Regions from separate parts of the Sus scrofa genome. Here region 1 is linked to region 2. Evidence: chromatin contacts called from public Hi-C data. All regions are on one chromosome and are shown on one strand. The core of a region is the stretch at or near the end of the contact, and the rest is flanking DNA. Distances in the headings are between cores, read along the strand shown.

What was found. A called contact is a pair of places that touch in the nucleus more often than the background predicts.
Region 1: a Hi-C map of skeletal muscle shows a contact between it and region 2, with 6 times the contacts expected there. The contact joins two enhancer-like sites. A contact is called at or near these places in 2 of 47 Hi-C or Micro-C datasets (embryonic fibroblasts and skeletal muscle) and 1 of 2 datasets of contacts at active chromatin or transcription factors (skeletal muscle).

Annotation. Positions count from the first base shown.
Region 1 is chr9:124,513,028-124,515,979 of Sscrofa11.1, reverse strand. The region is part of intron 11 of NMNAT2 (nicotinamide/nicotinic acid mononucleotide adenylyltransferase 2); the gene reads left to right. Among named protein-coding and RNA genes, the nearest start is that of LAMC2, 87 kb to the right of the region's middle. Within about 2 kb of position 1,484, at least 20 of the 83 cell types and tissues checked have an H3K27ac peak or open chromatin away from gene starts, as enhancers often do. A contact at or near this core is called in skeletal muscle, where this site is marked.
Region 2 is chr9:124,315,211-124,317,910 of Sscrofa11.1, reverse strand. The region is part of intron 1 of LAMC1 (laminin subunit gamma 1); the gene reads right to left. Among named protein-coding and RNA genes, the nearest start is that of LAMC1, 33 kb to the right of the region's middle. Within about 2 kb of position 1,315, at least 18 of the 83 cell types and tissues checked have an H3K27ac peak or open chromatin away from gene starts, as enhancers often do. A contact at or near this core is called in skeletal muscle, where this site is marked.

The DNA.
Region 1 (2,952 bases), core at 235-2,734, 200 kb before region 2:
CAGAAACCGATAGCTGTTGACTTCCTAGGGACCGGGCAGTGGAGGTAGAGTGAGACCCTCCCCCAGCCCACCCTGTTCCCACCTGACCCATCACCCTGGAGATCAGAGCACCCAGCCTGGCTCCTCCCGAGGCACAAGAGTTCCAGACCGGCAGGGACCTCACATCTGTCCTAATCAGGATGCTGAGAATTCCAGTCCACACCACAGGCAGCAAGGGGGGGTCTGGATGAAAGAGACCCTCGGGCTCACTCCAGAGGATTTTCTAGACCCTTGAGCTCTACCTCCCCACCCCCCACCCAGCCAGTCTCTCAGTTCCCTGATTCAACCCACCACAAACCCGTGGGGTCCTTAGACATCGGAGGTGGAGGCAAAAAAATCAAGGAGCTGCTTCCTTACGTAACAGGTGTGAATCGCAGGCCGCAGCAGAGGTGTGCCAGAAATAACACGTTTAATTTATTTCAATCAAATGAAAACTCAGCTCCAACTCACTGTCCCATAGGGATCACGGGTTACTCACAAACAAAACCTGAGGCTCTTGTGGCTCTGAACAGGAACATCAGGGCCTTTGTGGTCCTCAGAGGTGGGTGGCACTTGATCCAGGCCCACCTGGGTCTGTGACTCCTGGCTGATCCGGAAGCCCTCCGGGCACCCCACCCGCTGTGATCCTGGCCCCGTTTTCTTCTGAGGCTTTGCCCTCAGGGTGCTGTCTGGGAGGGAGGGGGTGCAAGCTGAACCTCTTCGTTTTATTCTGAAATAAAATACTCTATTCCCTATTTTCTCTCCCCTCCTCGGGACATCTAGGGAACGCTCTTCAGTGTTTGATGCCTTTGACCTCAAAACATTCTGTTTTCTGCCCTGCAAATTCCTCTCATAAAGGGTCTGCTTGTCTGCCAGAACTAGGTGAGGATTGGGCAAAGATGGGTGTGAGGAGCAGGAAACTAGCTAGTAACTCAGTGATTTATCCCACTGTCCTTACTGGGGGATGGGTTGGTGCTCAGGGTTTGGATGAGGAAGGTCTTTCTTTCCAACTGGTACAGGGTAAGCCCTGATGACTTCATAGAAAGTTCTGCCCTCTGGAGTTTGCCTGGAAGTGGCTCGTTTTGGGGATCTCAGTTCCTAATCTTGAGATTACCAGAGATGAGGTTTGTGAGACCTGCTTCTGTTCCAGGTTTCATTCATCCATTCAACTCTTTATCAGAAACAAACATTTCTTTGTTTTACCTGATGTCCCAGGTGATATGTGCTGAGCCTGAAGCCCTGAATCCGCCAGCCATGGGACAGGAGGGTGGGGGAAGAGTCAAGTTTCTGAAGATGCCCCAGGCCCTTGCTGCACACCCCTGTCTCCCCTGGCCTCTCTAGAGTCCTCAGAAACAAAGCAGGAGAGAAGCCACAGTGTAAACAGGTCTGGGGAGAAATAGGAGGCTCTCCACCCAGGCTGGGAAGCAGCTGGGACAGTCTGTTCTACAACACGGCAGCCAAGGCCTGTTTCAGCACAGTCACAAACTCCCCACTGCGTCAGCCTTGCTCTTGCTTTTGCCCTGGACGCCGGAACCTAGGCTCTTCATCCAGAAATCGAATTACGCAACTAGAGGAACCGCCCAAACACATCCCTTGGGCATTTCCTAATAGACGCAAAGATCCTTTAGCCCATAGTGAGGTCTGACCTTCTCTGGCCAATGACATATCCCTTCCCCGTACATGCCACCAGGAGAAAATTCCATACGTGTTCATCACATTTCTCTCCAAGGAATACAAAAGAGCTGCTTGTATGGCCTGGCAGTTGGCATTTTCATTCTTGATTCCTGAGAGAAAGAAAAGATCCAGGTTCTTGGACCAGCCTTTGGAGATCAGGACTCAGTCCCTCTAGCCCAACCCATCCCAGACTTTTATTAGAACTAGTCTTCCCCCAGGAGACCTGCTCTTTGCTGTGCTGCGTCCTGACAGCGCAGGTATCCAGTCATAGACCAGGACCTGTGGGAAATCAAGGCCGGAGCCTAAGGGGTCATCCATCCAAGGACAGGTCTGTGAAGCAGGAAATGCCTATGCTCACTCTCTCCCCCAAGCAAAACCCATCATCTAAGATCTTACACTGCCAGCTACTTGTCTGTTGTGTTATGATGGAAGGCAGCCTGGCAAATTCATTCTGCTTCAAGCATCCTTTCCTTCAATCAATCTTTGAGCTAATACTGAGTGCCCAAATCCTTGAGGCACTTGCAATCTAAAAGTATTTTACTTTTAGAGTTCCCTGGTAGCCTAGTGGTTAAGGATCCAGCATTTGTCACAGCTGTGACGTTGGGTTTGATCCCTGGCTTGGGAACTTCTGCATGCTGTGGGCATACTACCCCCTGCCCCAAATCTCACTCTTCATTCTATTAGTTCTATATAGTCCATAAATAAAACACATGCAAGTTTAGAAGACTTCTTGAACCTAGTAAACACTCGATAAATATTGGCTGTTATTTATTCATTGATTTTAAAATATTTATTAAAGGATTCTCCTTGTGACACAGCGGGTTAAGGATCTGGCATTGCCACTGCAGCGCTCAGGTCACTGCCATGGCATGGGTTCCATCCCTGGCCCAGGAATTTCCACATGCCTCAGGTGCGGCCCCCCCAAAATATTTATTGAGTACTTGCCTTGTGCCCGTCCTGTTCTAGGGATGGAGGAACAAAGAAAACAAAATAGACAAAGTTCCCGACCATTGCGCCCTTTGCTTTCTAGTCGGGGAGACAGACAATAATAACACTTTGCTTGTTTCCCGTGGATTATCTTGGTTAGCCCCCAGCATACTCATACAGTTATGGAAGCCATGGCGCACATGGATTGTGACTTGTCTAAGACTCTACTTAACTATTGAACAGCCGGGCAGGATTGGCTCACGTTCAGATTCCTAATCCAGACAAGTCAGATGAGTGGGACGTGGGACGAATGACGTGTCATTCACAGCAGGC
Region 2 (2,700 bases), core at 66-2,565:
ATCAGACTATTCATTTTTAAGGGACACATTCAGAAAGCAAAACTTATTTCTGATTAGAATTAATTTTTAGGGGGTTGTCATGCCTGTGGCACACAGAAGTTCCCAGGCCATGGATCACACCCAAGCCACAGCAGTGATAACGGCAAATCCTTTTTTTTTTTTTTTAATGATTTTTATTTTTTCCATTATAGTTGGTTTACAGTGTTCTGTCAATTTCTACTGTTCAGCAATATGACACACTCATATCTGGAATCTAATATATGGCACAACGAACCTCTCCACAGAAAAGAAACTCTTGGACTTGGAGAACAAGACTTCTGGTTGCCAAGCGTGAGGGGGAAGGAGCAGGATGGACTGGAAGTCTGGGGTTAACAGATGCAAACTATTGTATTTGGAATGGATAAGCAATGAGATCGTGCTGTATAGCACAGGGAACTACATCTAGTCACTTATGATGGAACACGATGGAGGATAATGTGAGAAAAAGATAACAGCAAATCCTTAACCACTAGCCCACCAGGAAACTCTTAGAATTTTTTAACATTTTTCATAATCCATAAAAAGACCTTATAAGAATATCTCAAAGAAACATAAAACTTTAAAGATCTAGAAATCCTTACAGAAGAAAGAAAGAAAGAAAGAAAGAAAGAAAGAAAGAAAGAAAGAAAGAAAGAAAGAAAGAGAGGATATAGGTGCTCTTCCATAATAAGTACTGTCAACAACCATAACAAAATGTCAGGAAGCCATACTATAACAAGGAAACCATAGAGACATCTTGTAAATGCCAAAGAGAACTGACAAATTATTTCCCAAGTTTCCTTCTGGGCCCACAGCCCAGCAGAGATGAGCCTAGAACAAACAGAAAAACCAGAGTTATTATGGAAAGAACTTCTGCTCCTCTATGAAAAATCAGAGTAGAGAGTTTCAGATTTGGGTGGAATTTTTAGATACTAATCCAAAAGACTGGAACAGAAAGGACTTTACTTTTGAAGGGAGGGAATGAGGGGGAAAAAACACCAACTTGGCAGACCAAGATGTGAGAAATCTAAGAGCGCACTAGGTCTGCCAGAGATTTGTGGTTTGTTGTTTTAAACATCTCTCTTGCCTTTCTGATTGGCACATGACTCTAGTCTCAGCCATCATGAACTCACATCTGGACGGCTACAATAACTTAACTAGTATCCCAGAATTCAAACTTTTCCTCATTCCAAAGCATCTAGCCACTAGACTAATTTTCCAGTTACTCTGCTATGTAACCATGTCACTCCTCAACAAAGAACGGAAAATGGCTCCTACCACACATCTTGACTCTGCTTCACGCTCAAAGCCTTCCAAGTAAAGTGATCCTATCCTCCTATCTCTCTTTACACAGACCTATTTCTCAACACAAGTCCTTCTTTCCAATTAAACTCTCTAAGTGCTTCCTATCAAAATAATGCTAATTTTGCAGGCTTGTCTTTGCTCATTCTGTTACATCAACTTAGGATAACCTCTAATTAGGATTTGTTTTCTTTTTTTTTTTTTTTGTCTTTTGTCTTTTTGTTGTTGTTGTTGCTATTTCTTGGGCCGCTCCCGCGGCATATGGAGGTTCCCAGGCTAGGGGTTGAATCGGAGCTGTAGCCACCGGCCTACGCCAGAGCCACAGCAACGCGGGATCCGAGCCGCGTCTGCAACCTACACCACAGCTCACAGCAATGCTGGATCCTTAACCCACTGAGCAAGGGCAGAGACTGAACCCGCAACCTCATGGTTCCTAGTCGGATTCGTTAACCACTGCGCCACGACTGGAACTCCAGGATTTCTGTTTTCATTCATTCACACAACCTCGTGGAATGAGCGTCTACTATGTGTCTGGCACTGGGGAGAGGGCTAGGAATACAAAGATGACGAACACCTGATCCTTGTCCTCAGGGACTGTAATGATTATTTAGTGAGTCAGACATGTAAACAAATCATGAGGACACAGTTTAATAATTGCTGTAATATTGTGCACAAGGTACTATGGAAACACAACAGAAGGGGTGATTCACCACAAAAGAAGGTAAGAGAAGGAGAAGCCATGGTCTGAGAGACTGCACAGAACAAGTGGAATTTGAATTAAGTCTTTTTATTTTTATTTATTTATTTATTTTTGCTTTTTACGGCTGCGCCCATAGCATACAGAGGTTCCCAGGCTAGGGTCTAATCGGAGCTGTAGCTGCCAGCCTGTGCCACAGCGACAGCAACACCGTATCTGAGCTGCATCTGTGACCTACACCACAGCTCACGGCAACGCCAGATCCTTAACCCACTGAGCGAGGCCAGGGATTGAACCCGCAACCTCATGGTTTCTACTCGATTCGTTTCCACCGTGCCACGACAGGAACTCCTGAATTAAGTCTTGAAGGATGACTAACGGGGTGTGGTGGGACAGGATAAAGGGGCAAGTGCTATTAAAAAAAAAAAAAAAGAAAATTCATACCACGTTCCAGGAACTGCAAAAGATTCAGCATTAAAAATATTAGAAAAGCTGGGAAGCACATTCATGTAGACTTGAACTTTCAGATACGTGATAAGGATCCTAGGATGATTTTTAGGCAGTGACATGATGAGATATGAGGTTTTTGAAGGCTTGCTCTGAAGAGAGTCCTTTGAATCTTGAAAGATCAATACAGCTTTCTTGTGATGGTTAATTTTATGGTCAGCTCAGCTGGGCCAAGG